Regions from separate parts of the Salmo salar genome. Here region 1 is linked to region 2. Evidence: chromatin contacts called from public Hi-C data. All regions are on one chromosome and are shown on one strand. Each heading gives the region's core, a stretch centred on a gene start, on an enhancer-like site or on the middle of the called end of the contact. The rest is flanking DNA. Distances are from core to core; before and after follow the strand shown.

Region 1 (5,609 bases), core at 2,978-5,477, 130 kb before region 2:
AGGAGAGAGAGAGAGAGAGAGAGAGAGAGAGAGAGAGAGAGAGAGAGAGAGAAGGAGCAGAGAGGAAGAGAGAGGAGGAGCAGAGAGGGAGAGAGAGGAGGAGGAGCAGAGAGAGAGAGGAGGAGGAGCAGAGAGAGGAGGAGCAGAGAGAAAGAGAAGGAGGAGCAGAGAGAGAGAGGAGGAGGAGCAGAGAGAGGAGGAGCAGAGAGAAAGAGAAGGAGGAGCAGAGAGAAAGAGAGAGAGAGGAGGAGCAGAGAGAGTAAGATGACCACCAGCCTGCAGTGGCAGCGACGCTCACCTGCAAAGTCTTTTACATTCACGTCAGCTCCCTCACTGATGAGCTCCTTGATGCGGCGTGCCTCTCCGCGGATGGCTGACCGGTGCAGCCTCGTCTCGCCCCTCTCATTTCTCTTGTTTACTTTGTCTTTGGTTTTAGATGCAGAGTTTGGCGTTCCCTTCTGGCCCAGACTTGACTGTGACTGATGCTTTGGTGTTGTGTCTACAAAAACAGGACAAAAACTGAGTTTTAATAGAATTGGCATGATTCATTTCTATAGTAAAAACATGAGCCAAATGAGCATATGGCTACATATTACAGTACCATTACGTAACAGTGCAGAATATTTAATTGAAAAACAACTGTTACAACTCCATCGCCTGTAGGTGGCGCTCTTGCTCAAAACATCAAAAGAAGAACTCCAAGACTCCCACTTGCTTGAGTTCATTTCATCACATTTAGTGGATTAAACCAAAGCCTTAACCACGTGTACATTATTGAGTTTGCAGAGCGTGGTCCTGAATGCTATTTGAAACTCACTTCATCTGGGTTCTGTCTTTAAGGAACAAAACTCAGGCACGGATGTTTTTAACAGTAGCAACCCGCCAAATAATACTAACAGGAAACATATAACCCAAATCAGAAGCACGACATAATTACCAACACACAGATCAGAGCTATTACTTAATAAGAGGAAATAGCCTACTAAAGCCTACGTTTCCTAAACGTTTAATCGCAATGTTTTAACGACAGAACATAAGTACAGCACTTGAAGAGGAAATGCTAGATCCGACTAATCTAAATACAGATAACAGATATGAAATGAACAAAAAGCCTGGGTCTGGATATTCTGTGGTTTGGCCCAGATCTGATATGGCACTATTAGTCCCCTCAGACTCAATCCCTGGGGTAAACGACTTTCATTTCCCTCATGGTTGAACGCTACATCCTAAAACAAAGCAGCAACAATTGACCGTACAGGAATGTGACACCAACTTCTAGAGCCCCAAAATCTCCCCACAACCAGCCAGGCCCAGAAAAGAACAGTGGACTAAGACAGCAGAGGTCCATTTCACTGCAGTAATGGAAATTGATGAGGGTTATCTTGTATAATTGAATTCTAATTAAGCAGTGTGGTCTGTTCTTTAATGAAGCATGGAGCAAAAGTGTGGCTGGGACGCTAAGCACCAGGGACACAGCACCCCCATCCCCCCCCTTCCCCCGAACCCTCAGAGACGTGGCACCCATGACAAACACGCACCTGGACTGTTGACTGACTCTTCAGCCGTCATCTGCATGAGAAGAGCCACCTGCTGCCGCTCAGAGAGGGGGTACCCGGCCCGGATCCCTGGCATGCCCATCCCAAACGGCAGGCCTGACTTCCTGGTGTTGGTGGGCTCCTTTTTAATGCGCTTCCGTTCCGGACCTTGCTTTTCTGCGAGGAGAGAGGGAAACGGACAATGTGAGGCCTATGGGTAGCACAGACACGCATACAAACACAGGATAGCACATTGCTCAGGTTATATCGGCGTCTACTTCAGCATGTCAAATTGAAGTGATCTCCTTTCTGACCACAACAAGTCATTGATAACACTCATTCAACATCTCCATGGCAACAGGTCAGATAAGTGTCCTCGGTGACGTTCTAAGGAACCCCCCCCAGGTAAAACCCCTACCAACTTCTAGTCTAGTTTAGCCCGCATCCATCTTCTGAGGCAGCGGATGGTGGTGGGCATAAAAACCCAGGTGCCCCATCTGATGTTATGGCTCTCTCAGGGGGTGTGACTCGGCAGAGCGACAGTGATTACAAAATGTCCGGTGTTCATTTCAACGTGGCCGAGCCAAGGTCATCACAATGGCGACTTGCTGCTGGACAAAAGCAGCTGCTCCTCAAAGACACGCCCCATCAATTATTTTCAGTGCCATGAGGAATTATCAAAATCTCCACAGCAATGTCAGTCTTACTTTACTATTGAGACACATGAATACATAAACACTCTACATTTGCAACTGCTGGACGATTTGGTGGTATGCTCCGACAATGTTTGAACAAACTGTGCTAGCTACAAGATCCTTCCAAAACGTTTTGCCATCAATAAAAACAAATGACATGGCCTTCAACTGTGTCCATGGAGACATCAACACATGCCATCTAATCAAAGGGGAGATCTACAAGCCTGCTCGCTGTAGCTCTCAACAGGGTGGATCGCTCAAGGCCACAAACACAATTAATAGGAGTAGGAAACATGGCAGCTCACGCTTCCGGTCACAAAACCCTTTCCAGAGATTTTCCATAGTCAGAGCTGATGAACTTTCACTAACATCTGTGAATACTTATGCCTAATGTACCCCCCCACCCCTGATACACACTCACATTCTGAAAGGAATTTGCCATTTAGACACATTCCTTTTATTCAGACTTAAACAGCATGAACCACAGCAGTGGATGTTTCAGACGGTGGATGTCGAGGACTGAAAACGCTACAGTTGCTTTTCCAAGCCTTTACAGTGGGCCCCAGTCAGTAATGAGCCCACTTCAGTACTTGAAAAGGGCTGCTATCAAACCACATACAAGCCTCTAATTACAATGACTTTTTCTACCAGATTTGGACATGCATTGAGTAGGCAAAGCGGCACGCAAACATGTGTGATCCATTTTCAATGTAAATGAGATAGAGTGGGAAGACAGGAAAAAAACAAAACAGCAGGATAACCCTCACACACATCCCACATGGATTACAAGGATGGAATTAAGACAGAGGCATCTGAAAATGCAATGTAAGCCCACAGATATCCATAGCTGCTTCTAATTAAACAATTAAATAAGTTATGAAACATTTTAGACTATATATACACATTGGCAAAAGGCCTATGTATACAAAGTAACTTCAACTAGGTTGATCCCTCAATCTCCCACTCTCTCCCTCTCCCACACATACAAGCATGCATGCATGCATACATATACATACATATACATACATGTACACACACAGTGAACAGTCATAGAGAAAAGTGTGCAGTCGTTTAAAAGTGTTTAGCTTGTGGAAAAGAGCCCGTTACTCTCTGCTTTCAACTGAACGATTCAAAGATCGGCTTCAAGGAAAAAAACTCAAAAACGACATTTTGTTCATTAGTCTACTGTTGATACAGTCCCAAAATGTTTTGCATGTCAGCAGTCACATTCTCAAGACATTGGAATTTCAAGAAGCAAAGTATCACTTGCGTTTTGCATCATCATGATGATGTGGCATTTGACTTTTCCTTTAACTTGAGAGATCTGATGGGAAAGTTGGAGGGAGATCAAGCTACCTCACTGTTCCCAGGAACGCCAGCCTAGGCCAGGGGCGGGGGCCACAGCAAGACAACAGTCAAGTTACAATGGGCCCATGACGCCATTGTGTTAGCCTATTGTGGAAACTTCACTATCAGCTTCCCACAGTGGGGGCAGGCAAAACCAGAACCAGCCCAACCAGAGGAACCAGGTAGGCCTAGTCCGGTTGTGGTGTCCCCAAATTCAATAGGACAACAAAGACAAGCTCGTTTTTCTTTCATTCCACTTGGGACATCAAACATGCTAACATCCTGTCTTTCTCTGAGTGACAGCTACGGATATAGTCAGACCAGTTCTGTCAGTTGGGGTTCCTGCAGCGTGGGAGAGTTATTATTATTAGAGGTAGACCTGGTGAGCTTTGTTTGCTTTACTGCAATGTGTATGTAGGACTGGCCTGTGTTATATTACGTACAACATGGGAATCAACTGTGAAGACACAAGCGAGGCGACTAGGCAGGCTGAGATCTCATGGTCAACGTGTAAACACATTAGCACCACAACTCAGTCTTCCTTCTCAGACTGAGATTGAAAACAAAGCATGAACACTACTAGCGCTTACTACCACACATGCCAACACCACCACCACCACCACCACCACCGCCGCCTAGTCACACAGCAGCCAGACATGTTCATGCTCATGTATGAAGATTACCTTCAGGAGAATGTCATGGCGTGGGATAGTGAGAGGTAATTCCCTCCTACTCAGAAGACAGGGAGAGAAGAGAGAGCTCCGTTGTCAAGCAGCCCAGTCAGACACAGCCGGCAAACAGGAAATGACGGAAGAGACCGGAAGTGGCCACAGGATGTTGTGTCACTGATTTGTTTTGTGCTTGGCTATGATGACGAGAGCCGATGGAAAGTGTCGGTGCAGAACAACAGTCTTCAGTGGTGGTAATGACAGAGAGCGAGACAGATCGGCAGAGTACCAAAGGGCTTTCTCTCACACTGGCCTATTAAAGAGCTGCCGCTTACTGCTTGACCTCCTTATCTCCATGTACAGTGTACACTGGGCCATCCTGATGTAGGGTACCGTACACAAGGGGTCAAAGACGGTCTGGAGAAACAATGGAACCTTTTCAGAACGCCTGGACAGAGTGCAACTACTAGCCTATCTAATATTCCTAGTGGAGACCGTCAAGCTCCAAAACAACTGAACCCAGACCAAATCTGATATCAAGTCAAGTAACAGTGAATAATTCATGGATCTTCCAAAGGATGGGAGATGAAATATTACAAAAACATTTCTCCCTCCAGGGATCTGAATAATGGTGGTGTGCAGCAGACAGACAGGGATGATTTGGGCTGCGGGGGAGAAGACCTCAAGCCAGCAGCCCCCCGTCCCTACTGAAAGCAGCACCTGCTGCACCTGCTGATAAGACAGGCATCCTGTATTCCTGCCATATCGTGAAGAAGATGATGTGTGTGCTAGCCTGGCAGCAGCTGATCTGCACTCATCACAGTCTTGGATCCTTCTCCCACTCTTCATAGCCTTATCCAGAGCAGTCTCCTCGCTGAGGAGCCCTGGCCATGACTCCTACACTCCCGCTGCAAGGCCTGTCGATGGTCCCCACGCCAATACAGGGTACAACAATGATCTGCTACACAAGCTACCATCTCTAGAAGAATGCCTTGCAAACTGTCAAAACAGTGTGTTCAAGATGAGAGCAAATCACTGCAATCAGCTACATCATTCATCTAACAGATGCCTCGGGGAGAAAACTTCCAGTAGAGATCGAGTGCCCAGTTAGAACCATACAAATGGATGTTATGCACACAAATAAGGCTCCACCACACACACTGACTTCACGTTATGTACTGACAGGGCAGTACTAGGCCTAGATAACTAAAATCATAGAACACTGTCATCTTGTGGGTTTGGAGCAAAGACAACAAATGCCGAATGCAGCAAATCCCTGGTAAGAAAATGACCGACAGCATGAATTCCACAATTCAAATGAAGTATGTAGCCTAGTCTACGTTAGATGAGTTCCCTGTGTCCCT
Region 2 (4,870 bases), core at 248-2,747:
AGAACTGATACTGCACCAAAACGTTATCAACCACAGTCTACTCCAAGTACAGTAGTCGTCTGTTAGGATTCTTGCCCTTCTTTTCATGCTCTCCCACAACCAGAAGTCAAAGCCTTACTGTTGTGACTTCTTGTTGACTTCATTTGCATACCATTCCGCAGCCACTCAAATGATAGAGCCTGTCAAGCAATGGTATTGGGACTACTATAGGAATTAACTCAAAAACACTGCACACCTGTATTACTTTGATGACAACCATAATGATATTCTTGTTAGGACAGAGTAAATGACACATTTCACAGTAACTGTGTTAATACATTACAGCAAAATATTCTAATCAAATGACAAATCCTGGATCTATGGACCATGAGTCGACTAGAAAACAAACACAAACACATTGCCAAAACGAGGAGAAGTCAAGCAACTTTGGAGAGCATTAATGGTCAATTATTACGAGGCAAGTCTTAGCTAATCTCACCACTGCATTACACATCAACATAACCAAATATTTCATTCCATCTCGGTGTATTTTTCCAAAAAGAAATATGTAGATGAGTTTCATGAAATAACGTCACTGGCAGTGATGCATCATCCCTTGAACACATGGTGTTATTCTTTTTAAACAACAACATAGATCAATCGCCTGAAGAGAAGTGTAGGCTATTACATGGATGGCACTGAAGCGTTTCAAATACATTTCAGAGAATATCCCAACTACCTATGCAACGAAATATCTAGCTATAACATCAACAGGATCTGTAGGTCAACAAACTACTCGCAGGCTAGTATGCCACGGTTTTCGCCTAGATTAAGCCCTTACTTGTCATCTTGCAAGTTAAACGCGTACTGTTACGCAGTTAGAATGCTGGACTGGGGGAGGGGTCAGCTAGCTTCATAACACATTTCTTCGACTCGAGCATGAAGCCATGTTATCTAGTTAGCTAGACAGCTATGGCTAACGGCATAACAAGCTAGTATATCTAGTTCACTAACAAACACAGCTAGCTAGCCAACTAATGTTATTGCGTCTTACCTTCAACAGAATCTGAGTTACGTCGACAAGCTTATCCCAGATATTCCTGTCCGATGCTTGTTTTTCCCATTTGAGGCCCTCTGGTTCAGCAATCTGCCGTCCGTAGACATCCAAGAAATACTGCAACCATCTCAGTTGAAAATCAGACAACTTGAAGCTAACGTTAGCAAGCTACGCTAGTTAGCTAGCTAATATTTGTAGGCTAGTGCTAAGTAACGTTAGCTTGCTAATTCCTGTACACCAACAATCGACACATACAGCTTAAAATCTTCTCGAAAACGTCCTTGTACAATTTTATTTTGTGACCATGGTCTGAAATGAAGCTTTGTATGCCCAGTAATCAAAACTGGAGCCTTGAAAGGTCAATTTAAAGTAGCTAAAAACGATATTTTGTTTCGGCTTAATCTTCATTAACTACCCCTTACAAACTGTTTCCAGACGGGCTTTGGCTTCGATATGGGGCTGAAGGAAAGAGAAAGATGCCAAATGAAACACTGATTGTGATTGGCTCTTGAATGTGGGCGGGTACTATTTGTGCACCGATGAAACTGGCGCCATTATGGATCAAATCAATGTACTAAATCTACATTGACACAATAATCTGAAGGCGCGAACATGGTTGACCGAGTACTTCAGTTTCCATGTTTGGGGACACATCTCCATTATACAGATGGGAGAAAAGCAAAGGAAATGGAGTACGAAGGCTGGGTGCACTTGATTGACCTCGCCCAGCGTGATGGAGTAAGACACCTCTTATCGTATTATTATTCACGTGAACAAACATATTATTGCACACTTAAATCTTATCGTACTCCTACTCATGATGTCAGTTGAACCATAGCACCTTTACAGATAACTAGCAGCCTAGTATGACCCAAATGTCCTGATCACAGGTAGGACAGGTCTGAATAGCCTATTTCACTTCCAAAACACTTTTTCTCAGTGCAATCATCACTACATGATTTCTTAACAACAGTCTCAATGTCATGTTGTTGTTGTTGTTGATGATCTCTGCACACTTTCAAAGTCAGACAGGTTTGGGTTGTTTGGTAATGCATATCGATTGCACCGATAGAATAGCGACCTCTGCTGGGCGGCAACATGACATGCACGGAGATGTAAGAAGAGCTATCATTGGTTAAGAGAAAAAATAAATATCTTGAATCTGTTTTCTCATTGGCTTATATAAATGTTCGTCACGGTGATGGGGTGAGCCTTTATTTTGACTCTTTCAGAGCATAATTTGTTTTTAGGTCCTCTACAATATTAAATGGACATACACGTTGTACTGCATGCTTTTAGGAGTTATTTTTGTGACATGCTTTGTAAACAACAGGTGTGGACTAAAAGTGAAATGCTTGCTTACTAACGGGCCCTTCCCAACAATGCAAAGAGAAAGAAAATAGAAAAATAATAGTAAATAGTAATGTAAAACACATAATACAAATAATAATAGATACACAATAAGTTGATGTGCAGGGGTACGAGTTAATTGAGGTAGATATGTACATATAACTAGAAATAAAGTGACAGATAATAAACAATAGCAGCAGTGTATGTGATGAGTCAAAAAAACGTTTGTGCAAAAAGAGTAAATGCAGATAGTTGGGTAGTTATTTGGTTAACTATTTAACTAATCGGTACCGCTATTTGGTTACCAATTTAACTAATTGTTACCACTTGTTGTATGGTAGCAGAGAGAACAGTTTATGACTTGGCTGGAGTCTTTGACCATTTTTAGGGCCTTCCTCTGACACTGCATAGTATAGAGGTGCTGGATGACAGGGAGCTCGACTCCAGTGATGTACTGGGCCTCACGCACTACCCTCTGTAACACCTTGCGGTCGGATGTCAAGCAGTTGCCATACCAAGCAGTGATGCAGCCAGTCAAGATGCTCTCAATGGTGCAGCTGTGGAACTTTTTGAGGATCTGAGGGCCCATGCTAAATCTTTTCAGCCTCCTGAGGGGGAAGAGGCGTTGTCGTGACCTCTTCATGACTGTGTTGGTGTGTTCAGACCATGAAAGATCCTTAGTGATGTGGACACAGAGGAAGCTCTCAAACCGCTCCACTTCAGCCTTGTATTAGGCTACCACCGAGTATATCATTTTTGGTATTACCTTAGTCTACCAGGCTATCAGATTGTATCAGGTATTTCTTAGGCAGGGCAGCTTTTGCAATCACAATGTCATGCACCAACCTTTATGAACAAGAAAACAACAACAAACCTTTCCAAGCTGTTTCACCATGATTTTACTGCTATAAGTCAAATATAAACACAATGTATCCTCTGGTGGATACTTTTGTAACTACAGCAGATAAGTCCATATAGACTTTATTTAACATACACGAGAGGCAGATACAGTAAAATACAATGATTTATCAGCGCACATAGCCAATAATACGTTTATTTTTGTATTTTCTGACAGTTAGCATCTATTCTATGGGCCATTTTATTTCAATGAACGTGTTTGCTGGATGTAAAAATTCTGCGCAGGTAGAACGCTCATGAAGCAACGTCGTGACGTAATCAGACAAGGGTTCAGTAATAACTTTTCTATATATATATTTAATGACAATAAATGAGAGATTTTCCGCAAATTGAAAGTTATGTCTATCTCAGCGTGAATATATATAATCAAATCAGATATATACATTATCTTTGGTCAAACGAACTATAGCTCTTGGGGTTAAAGTTCGAAGTTCAGCAAATACTTTTTAATTGCGTCAGGATAGGTATGTGCTTATCTGTTCTCGTGGTCAGCTGAACAAGGGATTTGACCCATTTAATTCACTGACCTTGCTGTAATGGTACAAATTCGTACCAAAACAGAATGATGGGTACATCTACATTTCAGAGCATATCAGAGGATTTGTGAACGAAATCTTGTCGTATAAGATGCAGAGACAGTTGTACATATACTGAGGACGGATCAGTGTGCGGAGTGATATGTCTTTAATGTAGCAAACCATCTTTATTATACTTGTGATGTTGAATAACAACAGTTAGCTAACTATTTAGTTAGCTTTTTTTGATAATAAAATACCGCGCTGACCACTACTGCAATCTCGAGCTCGAAAGCCCAATGTCATTACTGACGTTTGCTAGCCAGGTAGTGAATGCACTGTTAATGGTGACCATGTCAGTTTTTATTAGCTAGCCAGCTGTACTGTGGTTGTATTTAACCTGTGCGAACGTTAGGTAGGTAGCCTAGCTTTCAGTGTAATGGCAGCTCTGCGACGTGCCAGTTCTTGTAGAAGTTACAAGACCATAATATGGACCGTGTCAGGACGCAGCAACTGTCAATTTGTCAACAAGCGTCCAAACAACGATGGCGCCAAACTGCAGCAATCGACATGTATGAACTGTAAAAGATTATCAGGCTCACTTCGTCCATTTGTGACTCAACCACATAATGGCCTCAACCCTGGAATCATTCAGGTTAGTTGCCTGTCTTTGTTTCCACCATGACAATAGCTGACTGTCATTCATATCACAATGGTCATGCCAACCCCTCTGTTTATCTACTGTAGCTACTGTAACTGTGAACAACAGAAAAAGGTCCTAGTCTAATATTATGTTACAACTTATTTCTCCAGCAACTGCTACACAGACCCATGAGTCCCAGATTGACAGCAATAAGTAAACTACTGATCAAAAACAACTTGTTCAAAAACCCTGTTGGCCTGTGGAATGTTTTAGGTAAGCATCCTCCCCACCCGCTGATTTCGAAGATGGTCTAATATTTCCCAGTCTGATGACACTGACTTGTAGTCTATCATTGCAGATTCCACAAATAATTTCAGTACATCTCAGTCTAACCAACAAGATAAAAAG

Evidence for each region. Hi-C and Micro-C count contacts between places; a contact is called where the count stands out from the background.
Region 1: a Hi-C map of gill shows a contact between it and region 2, with 3 times the contacts expected there. The contact joins the enhancer-like site here to the promoter of LOC106562161 in region 2. A contact is called at or near these places in 3 of 3 Hi-C or Micro-C datasets (blood, gill and muscle).

What each region holds. Positions count from the first base shown.
Region 1 is chrssa11:15,423,714-15,429,322 of Ssal_v3.1, reverse strand. LOC106562161 (ankyrin repeat domain-containing protein 11) reads right to left here. Exons shown (of 14, transcript XM_014126847.2): 6 at 1,539-1,712; 7 at 299-499. Among protein-coding and RNA genes, the nearest start is that of LOC106562160, 21 kb to the left of the region's middle. Within about 2 kb of position 4,227, at least 2 of the 13 cell types and tissues checked have an H3K27ac peak or open chromatin away from gene starts, as enhancers often do. A contact at or near this core is called in gill, where this site is marked.
Region 2 is chrssa11:15,292,305-15,297,174 of Ssal_v3.1, reverse strand. It overlaps LOC106562161 (ankyrin repeat domain-containing protein 11), which reads right to left and starts at 1,497. Exons shown (of 14, transcript XM_014126847.2): 1 at 1,034-1,497. LOC106562177 (paraplegin) reads left to right here and starts at 3,755. Exons shown (of 17, transcript XM_045689073.1): 1 at 3,755-4,474; 2 at 4,633-4,735; 3 at 4,821-4,870. The coding sequence starts at 4,259.